2 separate regions of the Arachis hypogaea genome follow, and region 1 is linked to region 2. The links are chromatin contacts, called in public Hi-C maps. All regions are on one chromosome and are shown on one strand. The core of a region is the stretch at or near the end of the contact, and the rest is flanking DNA. Distances in the headings are between cores, read along the strand shown.

Region 1 (6,660 bases), core at 3,892-6,391, 510 kb before region 2:
ATTTTTTTCTTTCTTTTTTATGGAAATTATTTTATATTTAGTAGTTTTAATATTAGTGAAAGAGATCTAAGGCTGAAATCTTTAGTTATCAAGTTATCAATTAAAATTATCCATGATTGAAATCTTCATTTTTCACTAATTTGTTTAAACTAACTAAATTATCAAACAGTAAAGGAGCAATTTTATATTTATAGACCAATCCGAGTGCTGATTACTTAGTAATTACTAATTAGTCCTACAAAAACCCGGAAGGGGAACACATGCCCTCAGTCCAATATATGCATTTTAACCGACCAAATAATTGTGAGAAGGGCGTGCAGTTTCGATTAAAAATTCTAACAACGGATTCTATATAATCTTCACATTGCTGTGAATGACATTGACACCCAGCTACAGTTGTTTCTATTAACCTTGTTTTATATTTATTTTTTAAGTTAGAAGCAGCCAGATTTTGCTCGTCTTGTTTCAATGGAATTTTGAAGACACCGGCAATGATCATGGAGAGAAATTATCCAATGTTGATTCGAAACCACTGTTTCACTAAAACGAAATGATATAATCATTCCAAACATAGGATTGACTTCTTTGCTCCTAGTTGCTAGGCAGTAGCTTAAATAAATAAATAGTTAAATGGAAGAAAGGAAATAAAATTACACACGGGGAACAAATGGAATGATTACAATCACTTCGTTTTAATAGTTGTTTTTTCTTCAAAAACGTTTGACAAAAATCTGTATCCTTTTTCCATTTATTTAAACGGAGTTACTAACAAGTCCAAAAAAGACGGAGTTACTAAGCTTTTGTTCATTATTAGTAGCCACAATAAATATCATGTTCAGCAGACCTTGTTGAAACCCAAGTGTAGAACATGTTCACCATTTTACACTAACAACTTTCTTTAGATAAGGTTCAATATAACTACCAAAAAAAAAATGCTCTTGCGTTACACTTTTTTTTTTTAAGTATACAAAAGTCAAGAGTTTGCCGAAAGATAAACATAGGAAATTTTCGGAAATTGAAAATTAACCTTTTTCTTGTACCTTTCCAGCATTCCGAAAAGGTAGATACAAGGTTATCAATTGAGGGCAAAAGATAAAAGGATCCATATGTTATATTAACAAACCTAAAACATGGTCAAAAGATTAGATTTTTCTTTCGCACGTAACGCAATAACGCATGGCTTCTGTTCCCATGAGCAACAGATGCCTCAGTTTTTAAAGTATGTTTTTTATAATCTTTTTATGTAGTGCCCAAAGCAGAATTAAGACCTGCTGAGAAATGTCCATACTGCCACTAATACTTCATAATTGAAAATTTAAGAGCTTAAAAGAACGTTGAACGAGATTAATTCAAGCACTAAACAAAACACAGCTTGCAAAGGAAAGTATATCGCTCATTTTCTTTCAAGTATAACAGATTACATGACATTTCATAAGTGAAGGCTACACTATGGCCTTTGACAAAATAAATGAAACCTAACCAAAAGTACATTATAAAATTCTGATATTCGGGGTTAACTAGAAAATAACAACAACGGGCACCTTTTCAGGGGCAAAAATAAAGAGCTTGTTGATTCGAAAAACGTAAAAATCACAGAATTTGAGCAGCCGTGTTCAATTTTTCGGCCAAGCTAAGCTGTGTCCTTGTGATGCTAGATAAATATAACAAGAGCAAGTGATCCTGAAATGGGCAAAACATCATTATAAGCTCAATAGACTAGGAATGGGAAGCAGAGAAGGCATGCTCATAAACAAATAAATAACCCCAAAAAAATAATCAACCATATCTTTTATTTTACAATTGGTATATAAAACTATAAAACCCGCAATTGGAAATCAGTGGCCATAAAAAAGTAGGTCATAATCATACCTGCAAGCTGTCATTAATAAGCTTATCAAAAGCATCTGGGGGTAATTTGGGAAGGGAGCCTACAGCATCTGATATATATCGCCCAATTTTATTGTCCGGAGCAACACGCCCTTCCTGAGATGAAAAAAGGGTTAAAACAGTCTCATAAGAAAAGGTGAGTGATTAGAGAACCTGAGAGCAAATCCATCTTACCACAACATCATCAACATATCTGTACATGTCATCGATCAAGTCTAGTAGATGTTGCATTGACATTTCCATCCCTTCTAAATCAGAGGGAATTTTGTCAACGTTGGTTGACTTCAGAGTATCAACTGCCATTAACATGGAATAATCATGCAATTAGCTTCAACCAATCGATGTAACATTTAGCTGCATAAGCTTACACACTACTTAACTATAATGTTATCGCAAGAAAAAAAAGCAAATGATAAGCTGAAAAAGATATTCACAGGGCATTGTATAGCAGAAGTAAGAATCAGAATGACCTCACACAAATGTAAGAGAGCATTCTTCTATAGTAAAAAAATATAATACGGAACAGCTTATCTATATGTGAATCTCAAACAATTCTTTCAAAACAGGGTATGGAAACACTGTACATTTTGTGGAATCTCTTCATACATGAGTATTATGCAGATAGAAAACAGTATGTGGAATTTTTTTTTATTTTGGCAAAAAAAGCAATATATCTATTAAATAATTTCAAAATATTCATAGCCACTTAGTTTTCTTCAAAATACAACTTAGAGAAATAGCAGCCATTGATTATGTAACAAGGAAATTTGAAGCACTAACTGTCTACAGATGTATCCAGTATCCATGAAAGAAAACACACAAATCTTTGGAAATTAAAAATTCATCGAAGGAGAAAAAATGCATGAGCTTTACAACAGTCCATACTTACATCCAACTCGCTCAGCCTCAACCATACGAAGATCCAATGGAATTTCTTGAAACTGTGCAGCAATTTGGCGGTCTCCGAGAGATAAATTGTTTGAAACATATGCCTTTATGGTACCCTCTCCATTTGTGAATCCAGTATCAACAGTCAAATGTATGGGATTGGGTACTTCTCTAGAATAAAATTCATGGATCAATGCACTACCACCAGTAACTCCGAGACCAGTTGAATACCTGAATGGATCAACCAAACACATAAAAGGGCAGGGAAGAAAAACAGGAGAGAAACATTTAAACACAAACAAACATCATTGCAGTTTCTTTGCAATTAATTAGCGAAGATCCCTTTGGATAAATCATTTGCTTTAAATTCACTAAGATGTGATAGCACCATATTCATCAAATAGACGTTTCCAGGAAACACATTTTTCAGATAACTTCTTGCATAACACTGTACAAAAATTGACAAAACACTGGGCCCTGCAAAAACCAAAAGACAAGAAACTTTTTTCACCTAGGCCCTAAGAGTTTCAGAGCATTATTGGTCAACACCTCAACAATAAGACTATTGCATAGCACTTCAGCAACAAGTTTAAGACAATCCATATTAAAGTAAATTTTCTTACCATCCAACTATGACTTCCTTTGGATTCACTTTTTGGTGGGATATTAACATGTTGTGGTGATACTCAATATCCAGGGCAACCTGAAAGGAAAAGAAAAAAAATTATAATATCTATTTGAGAGTAAATGTTTAAATAGTCACCAGAAGAGGAAATTAAAAGGTCAAAAGTAGATTTCTTGTTTACAACTATTTCCCCTGATTCCATATGATAATGGCAACTATCCGTGCACCAAATATCTGTGCTCCCACATTTTCTTGAAAACCAAATTTATGAACACTTTTGTTTATTTGGTAAAAGAAATTAAAACTCATACTTTTGAGATGTGGAGGCCCAATGGAGCAGATGTGAGCACTGAAAACAATCACATCTGTAACGATGGACTCAATTAATTTTCCAGACTTGTAACGGTATCATCAATAATGCATTGAAGAGGATACCTGACTAATGTCTGGAGAACAAATTTATAATCATGCACTTCAAGCTTCCTTTCTAAATTCTATATAATTCAGTCATACTAATAGCTTTGGGAAAAAATTATTAGCCCTATCAACAAGAAGTGAAAAGAACTGCCTTCAAAAGGAAAAAAACAGAAGTAAAGAATGCCATCATCACCTAATAGAACCTAGTCGGAGGGAAAACTCAGGAAATGCAATTATAGGATACAATAGAAGTAAACTAAAAAATACATCCAATAACAAGATTAGCCGAAACTCTTATCTACTGATGTTTGTTACCGTAACTTCCTCAGTTTCAGTAAAAAAAATCCACCATATTAGCCTAAAAGCCTACCCATAAGATAAAAGAAGATTCGGGCCGCACACAAGGCTTAAACCGGTCAGGTTGACACTCATACCACATGAAACCTCTCTCACCAGTGTTGGTTGTTCAAAAAAAATGTATCAACATCATCATAATCATAACGAACTATAAGTTTAATATTTCACCAATATGAAGCCACATCGAGTGCGAGGCACATACATACACTGCTACAGGCTACGATCTATAATTATGAAGAAACAATTGATAACGAGAATGAAGTGATAAACCACACAACAAATACCCAGTAACATTACCTACCATATTGTTTAGCACAAGCATGAAATACTATGGAGCAACTTATACTCTATTTCAAAAAAATCAAACCATATACTGAAATAATAAATCGAATAAACATGAAAAAAAACTGAATATAAACCTATAAATAAAAATCCAATCGCTTGATTCATATCCAGATTTAGAACTACTGATCTCCAATCACATGTGCAGCTAACAAATTTCCATTCACAACAGTTCCCGAAATAAAAAAATAAATAAAGTGGTGATTTGGATGGGTGAAGGGACCTGATCGACGGACTCATTATGAGGAACGGCGTAGGAGTTGCGAATATCGACGGTGCCATCGGGGAGGACGGAGCCGAGTAGGGTTCCAATGACGCGCTCAGCTTGGTCGGGGCGCCGAACGTAGCAATCGCAGATGTTGAACACAACCAGAGGGTGCACCCTCGCAGACAAGCTCGTCGAAGAAGAGGACGAAGAAGAAAACTGCAATACTGTGCGATCGCTCGCCGCCATGTTCGTAGCTCCAATTTGATTGATTCGCTACTCGATACTCACTGCTCAGCTGCAACAAACGAGTTACGACGGTGACAAACACACATTGCTATTTGTTAGGGTTTTAGGAATGGGCTTGGATTGGGCCTTCGGCTAATTTATAAGACGGTGTTCTTTTTTCAAAAAAATAATAAATGTAAAATATGATTATTTTTCCTAAAATAATAACGCATAATTAAGTGTCCGTAACTCCGTATAAAACAGTGTTTAGTTACTTAGGGATAATTTTATCAACTTAAACCATTTTAGATAATATTTATAAAAAACTATTTATTATTTTTCGTATCTTATCTTATCTTGTAATTTTAGATGTAAATAGTTTGTCTACTATAGTACTATGTCCTTTTTCATAAGCTTGGTATTGTTTCCTTTTTATTTAAGAAATACTACTGAATCATATCTTTTATCTTTTACATCTTATATAATTTTTAAAAAATAAAATAGTTGTCTTTTTCTTGTTATTGTTTTCTGGAAAACTATATATATATATCGAATGTGTAAGAACTTTATAATTGAAATAATGATAAATTCAATTCAAATAAGAAGGTCACATAAAAAAAAGTAGTAACTTATAAATTTATTAATATGTGAGAAGTTTTTAAATTGTTCAAATTAACAATGAAATTGGAACTTGTTGGGTATAAAGTCAATAAAAAAGAATATTACCATTAAAATTTGTAGATAAGAAATAAATAGAATAGACCAAATAATTTAGATAATAATAAAAATAATATGATTAAATAATATTTACAATTCTTAAACTATAAAAAGTTTTATAATATTTTTGTATATATAAGAAAATTTACACTTATATAAAAAATTATACATCAAAAATCGTTAGATTTTTTTCATTCGCTCATTTTTACGCAAAATTTTTTATATACTAAAAATAATAAGTAGTTTTTATACACCTTTTTCATAAGTCAGTCACTATAAAATCTAATTCAGAAATATGTACATAAGGAACAAGGTTGCAAAGCTTACCAAAAGGAGTCCGCTCATCATACCAAACTGATTTGTAGACATCCCCAATATTCCAATGAAACCCTTCCTTGAGATGCTCATAGGCACTAATAATGTTCTTCCAGGTAGCCGATGAAGAATTTCTACTGTTTTCGTTCATACCAGATTGATTCTTGAGATATTTATGCTTCAAAACCTGCACCCACAACTTCTCACTATTATTTAGACAATCTCATACCAACTTTCCCAGAAACGCCATGTTAGCACAGGTAGTATCCCTAATACCCAATCCTCCGTATCTTATTGGGCTGCCTCTGGTCAGGTGGGAGGTCGCCATAACTCCTAAAATGGAAGGAGGATTGGGTATTGGGGATACTACCTGTGCTAACATGGCGCTTCTGAAAAAGTTGGTATGGGATTGTCTAAATAATAGTGAGAAGTTGTGGGTGCAGGTTCTGAAGCATAAATATCTCAGGAATCAATCTGGTATGAACGAAAACAGTAGAAATTCTTCATCGGCTACCTGGAAGAACATTGTTAGTGCCTATGAGCATCTTAAGGAAGGGCTTCATTGGAATATTAGGGATGTCCACAAATCAATTTGGTATGATGAGTAGACTCCTTTTGGTAAGCTTTGCAACCTTGTTCCTTATACATATTTCTGAATCAGATTTCATAGTGGCTGACT
Region 2 (6,239 bases), core at 2,206-4,705:
GTTTGGTTAAGAAAAAATCGATTCGGTTTAAGTTCGGTTATATTTTAATTAAGCTAAGTGTTTCGGTTCTTTATTTTTCCTCTAGTTAATCTTTCTAGTGGCTTCATGAATTTAGATTGAAGATAGTTTCTTTGAAGCTTTGGCCAAATTTTCAAAGAGAGGAAAAAAACGGTTCAATAACTAAACCGTAAAATTATTGTTTTTCAAACCGTATCGGTTTAAACAACCGGCAACTGAGATATTAACTGCAGAGAGTATCTCAACTTTAGGTCAAGCTTAGAATGTTCTACTAAGCTAATTTAATCAAGAACAGCTAGTAGTAAAGATTCCATAGATGAATTTAACTCGACGTTCAAATTCATCGTTATCGATACGGTTTTTGACTTACGACACGCTTTTATCTCTCTCGGTATATCTTTTCTTTTCACTTATCAAGTATAAATTCGAATATGGTTTCTTTACCGTGTCAGTCAGGCACAAGTATCGTTATGGGTATGTCAGTTAGGATATCTTGGCATCACGGTAGAAAAAGGCTATTAGTTATGCAAACATTCCTGCATTTGCAACTTTAGGCTATCAGTTAGGCAGGAACTTCCGCATTAGCAATTTGGCACAAAGGCCCTTTCAGTTAAGCAATATGCTATCAATTAGGTGAACATTCCCGCATTAGCAACCTTAGGCTATCAGTCAAGTGGGAACTTCCGCATTAGAACTTTTCATTCTCTTTCTCTTTATTATGCCTCCACATTACCAATTACATACACACACCTCCGCATCACCTACACTATTAAACATACCTCCGCATCACTGCTTAATTACACATACCTCCGCATCACCAAGTAATCAATCACTCTTACCTCCACATCCCCACATAGGTATACTTTCAGTCTTAGCATTAAAATCTTTAATTTTTCATATACTCAAACTTTTTTAACGTTTAATTAAAGAAAAATTCAGTTTCTTAATAAAAGATCTCAAAACAAAATGCTTTTCCTCACAATTTAAAATCATAGCATAATTTATTCTTTTCTTAGCAAATCGAAAACAAATAATATAGTTTTTTAAACTCAACTTTCTTTTAGATAAAACTTTAAATAAGCCTCAGAGTTTTATAAAATTTCTGCAGCATTTTCTCTAAAATCTGGGCTTTGCCACCCTTTAAGGGTCCCTTCCAAACCATTTTCAATTCTCAAAAATCCTTTTTGATAATTCAAACAAATCAAATTCAATATTTTAAATCCATTTTCAATTCTCAAAGATTATTTTCAATAAGTCAAATTCTTAATATAAAAATTGTTTTTTCAATTATGAGTAAATATGTAAACCAAATCTTTTTCTAACATAGAGTCATTTTTCAAAATAAGTTTGTAAATCAGGTTTTCAAAATAAAATAACTTTTTTTTGTATATTTTTATGAGAACTTGGCAGAACCTCTCCTTAAAATAGACTTCACCACTCTCACAGCTCGCTTACTTCCATCATTCCTTAACTTATCTCAATCCAAACCAGTATTCAATTCATACATTATTTTACCAAAGCATACATATAATTTATTCACAGCTACAGTTTCGATAATTCTCAAACATTCAGAAAATCAAACACATATTAATCAAATTCAATTATTTTTACAATCACAAATCTAACACAAATTCGTCGTTCAACCAGTCCAGACAATCATAAATTATTTGCAATTACTCATTAAGTTTTTTAGCATTCATGAATTAAAAATTTATAATTTTAAAAATAAACCCCCTACCTCTTTATGAAATCAGAATCAACGAAAATTCTAGAGAAATTTTTTGATCGAGTTGTTAAAGAAAAAAACATTAAAAATTGCCTGTGTCTCCTAGAATTTTAATTGGCCGAACTCAAAAAAAAAAAGAGGAGCTACGTCACTGCAATTTCTATAAGACAAAAGTAATACCAACATGTAAAAAAAGAGAATATAAACACTTTTATCAAATTAAATTTTTTATTAGAGTTAATGGATCGCAAAAAATCAAAGTTTGAAGGTCACGGTTCCATGGAACCATTCTTTCCTCTCTCACGGGCTTTCTTTCTTGTTTGCTCTTGTTTGCTTATGGTTTCGGTGGTTCATGAGAAAAGATAAGATGTTGATGATGATGATTAATCAATATAGAAGGTTAGGTGTCATTTGGTTATATATATACAAAAGAAACATGCTTTAAGAATTATATATGTATATAAGCATGCAAGCTAAGTTATTTCATTCTTTCACTTGGTCCCTTGAGGCTTCGGCCAAAAAGAAAAGAAAAATAAATAATAATATAATATAGTAATAATAATAAAATAATATTAAATAATTATATAAAAATGATAATATAATAATGATAATATTGATAACAATGATAATATAATAATAGTAATAATAATAATAATGATAATAGTATGATAATGATAATGATAATAGTAATAATAAATATAATAACAATAAAAATCAATTAAATTTTTTTTGTCAAAATTTTTTTTGGTAAATAATTTAAGTTTAATAAATACGTCATAATTAAATTAAATTTTAATAATTATAAAATTTTATTTAATTTTTTTTATTAAAAATAATTTTTTAAAAATAAAATTTTAATATAATATAATAATTTATAAATAATTAATTATTTAATTTTTTAAAAATTCAAATTGTTATATTATTGAGTGTCTAATTATAAAATTATATTTTGTACAAGGACTTAATTATAAATTTTTAAAGTATATAAATTAATTTATAATTTTAGTGAAAATATAGGAATCAACTGTATAAATTAACCTTTAATATATAATAACCAATTATATTTATATAATATGTAATTTAAAAAATAATTAAAATATTACATCAATTAAATTATCATTTAATTTGTGAAATTAAGTATCAAACTTATACTTTAATGACATTATTTCTAATTTAAACTTTGAATTTTTCAAAACATAAAATCGAATTTAGCTGATTCGATTTATATAAATTTATTTTAGGACATGCATATAAGCTAATTTATTTAGGACATTGGTGTAATATTAGATGTTATTTAATTTGTTTATGTCATTTACCTTAAAAAATAATTATATTTTATGTACACAAAAAATTAGTTACTAAAATAAATATTTGAATAAAATATATATTAAAATACATTATTATATATATATATATATTAAAATAAATTAAATAATATATATATTTAAATTGAAATATAATACATATTGACTAATTTAGTGACTAATTTAAGTGTTTACATAATATTGTTAAATAAACAAATTATTTTTGTAACCAATTTTTTTTCTTTAGATGTTTCTTCTTTTTTTTTAAACTGATTTTTATTATACTAATAAACTATTAGAACAATTTAATCATATAATGTTATTAAAAAATTATTATTATTATTATTATTTTTGTCAAATTTTATAATGCGATATAAACTTCAAGAAAATAAAAGCCTTTTACGTAAAAACCATAGGTGAAAGTCTTGGGAGCCGCGTTTTTCAGCTGCAATATTACGACCCAATTGAACGATGGATGAAGCCACCACGTGGCGCGTCATGCCCAAGTAACAGAACGGAATCCATGTCTCTTACTCTCTTCTTTCTCTTTCGTCTGATGAGAGAGAGAGAGAGAGAGAGAGAGAGAGAGAGAGAGTGTGTGTGTCTCAAATATCAAAAAACGCGAAGAATCATATACAGGACAGAACAGAACAGAACAAGGTCACATTAAAGTTTAAACACACTAACACCGAACTCGCTTCATCCATTCCGTCATTTATTTTTCTTCATTATTCTTTTCCACTTTTCCTATTTTACCCTGCATCCACGCCGCACCGTAACATCTCCCCTGTAACGGCTCCACCATAAGGCACGTGCCGCGCGTGCTTGGAGCTTCGTCCCTCTCCTGCAAACCTAATCGACCATGGAAGGTGGCGCGTCGCCGAGTTGCCGTTGCTGAAACGGACCGATCCGAGTCGATTCGTAGGGTTCGGCGATTCCATTGAATGATGAGAGGGAGCTGGTTCTTGAAGCGGCGTCCGGAGCAGAGGTTCCGGTTGCTGGCGGCTTCCGCCGTCAAATCTGCCAGGATCAACCTCCTCCTCTGCTGTTGTATTGCTTTGGTGCTCATCGTACTCGCCACCACCATTTCCACCTTCGTCGTGTTCTCTGATTTCCCTCCTTCGCTTCCTCGCTCCCATGCTTCGGGGTTAGTTACTCTCTCTCTCTCTCTCAAATCGTCATTGTCATGTTTTTCTGCCATTGTTTCCTTATTATTTTCAGAGAAGGAAAATAATAATGACGAGTGTGATAGTTAAGTTGGAGGTAAAACATTGGGAAAGAAAAAGATTAAATAATAGTAGTATCTAGATGAGATTGGAATCTAATTCGAATCTTCCTTGTTTTGGCATGGAGGGAGATTAAATGGAATAGAATTAGTAGCTGATACCTGGCCTTGGAACTTGGAATTTAGTGAAGTTATAATTGACTGAAAATATTTAGTTTATTTATTTATTTATTTATTTTTTCTTTGTGCCTTTTCATTTCCATGTAGAGAAAGTTGGGGATAAGGAGAAAGGTTCTTTAGTGTTTAGACGGCTTGTTATCGGTATTTGGGGATTTTGGTCATTGATATTTATGAATAAGAGTTTCCGATGTTAGCATTTTTCATTAGATTGTATTCAGTGTCATTGGGGTTCAAGACTAGGTACCTTCAGAATTATTAGCTGTTTTGGCCTGTGAATTTTAATTCATCACTCCTTGATGGGCTTTCTAAGTAATAAGTAATAACAGTTCACACCCTTCTGGCTGAAGGATAGAGAAATAAACAAACTTTGTTTGGGGTTTAGGTGGTCTGTATTCTATATTATAAGCCTTATTCATGCCTTCAAGTTTAGTGCAACGGGACTGAACATCAATCTTTGAACTGAGAATGTTGATTGCACCTTCCAAATTGTAAATTTTAGCATTTTTATTAAATTGTCGAATCTGCTTATTTTCTGGTGTAGTACCCTGGTAAATAACTGGATAAAGACTATAAGAATTAAGAAATCAGGTCTTCCTCCTTCTCATTTCTTTTCGTCAGGAAAAAAGAGTGGCTAAAGGAAATCTTTTTTTGTTTGATTTAATCTCTCTAAGAATGTTGAGTGTATTTCACTTATAAAATCAGAAAACTCATTTCATTTTATGCTCCACAGAAAAGGATATTCTATTGTAATGAACACATGGAAGAGATATGATCTCCTAAAGCAGTCCATCGCACATTATTCATCCTGCCCTCGACTTGAATCGGTACATATAGTTTGGAGTGAACCGGATCCTCCTTCAGATGATCTTTTAAAATTTCTTCTTCATGCAATACAGTCCAAGTCTATAGATAGGCGACAAGTGAAATTGAAGATTGATATCAACAAGGAAGATAGTCTGAATAATAGATTTAAAGTAATTAAGGATTTGGAGACAGATGCTGTCTTTTCTATTGATGATGATGTCATATTTCCTTGCTCTTCAGTGGAATTTGCATTTGATGTTTGGCAAAGTGCTCCAGATACAATGGTTGGGTTTGTACCTCGGGCACATTGGTTGGATTCATCGGTATGCTTTTAGTTTTTTTATTTTTATCAACTGGTTTTTCACCATCCCTGGTATATCTTTTCATCTTCGTATTTTGTGCCTAAGATTTGAATTTCCAGTATCTGAAAAATTATATGATAAAATTACCTTGGAAAAAAAGCCAAGTCTTCCTGATTTGAATTTTTTAATCCATTGTTTCTTGTTCTGAATGATTTGATATAGATTGAGGAATTAAATATCTTGATGTGTTGATCCAACCTTCAAGAGAATGCCAATGCGGAGAGTAGATTAACTATTATGCGAACTTGCAAGGCTAAGTCCTTGGCATACCTCCATCTTCAATTCTAATATTTCAAGTTATTGATGTTCTTGCAGGAAAGTGGTGGCATTAAATTTAGATATGCGGGGTGGTGGTCTGTGTGGTGGACAGGTACATATAGCATGGTACTTTCAAAGGCAGCTTTCTTCCACAAAAAGTATTTCAGTGTCTACACGAATGAGATGCCAGCATCAATTAGAGAATATGTGACTCATAATAGGTTTTCCTCTTGACTATCTCTGATCACTCGCTGCTTTTCTATATATCAAAACTTTACCTTCCCAACTATGTAATTGCAGCTTGTTTTTTATTTGCTGAATTGTTCACTTGATATACCAGGAACTGTGAAGATATTGCAATG

The links. Hi-C and Micro-C count contacts between places; a contact is called where the count stands out from the background.
Region 1: a Hi-C map of leaf shows a contact between it and region 2, with 2.6 times the contacts expected there. The contact joins the promoter of LOC112715419 here to the promoter of LOC112715417 in region 2. A contact is called at or near these places in 2 of 8 Hi-C or Micro-C datasets (both in leaf).

Annotation. Positions count from the first base shown.
Region 1 is chr10:26,123,863-26,130,522 of arahy.Tifrunner.gnm2.J5K5, reverse strand. It overlaps LOC112715419 (eukaryotic translation initiation factor 3 subunit F), which reads right to left and starts at 5,141. Exons shown (of 6, transcript XM_025767187.2): 1 at 4,740-5,141; 2 at 3,399-3,478; 3 at 2,777-3,006; 4 at 2,062-2,183; 5 at 1,870-1,983; 6 at 1,373-1,680. The coding sequence starts at 4,970. The coding sequence ends at 1,591.
Region 2 is chr10:25,613,159-25,619,397 of arahy.Tifrunner.gnm2.J5K5, reverse strand. It overlaps LOC112715417 (glycosylinositol phosphorylceramide mannosyl transferase 1), which reads left to right and starts at 3,455. Exons shown (of 5, transcript XM_025767185.3): 1 at 3,455-4,195; 2 at 5,184-5,580; 3 at 5,935-6,098; 4 at 6,218-6,239. The coding sequence starts at 3,993.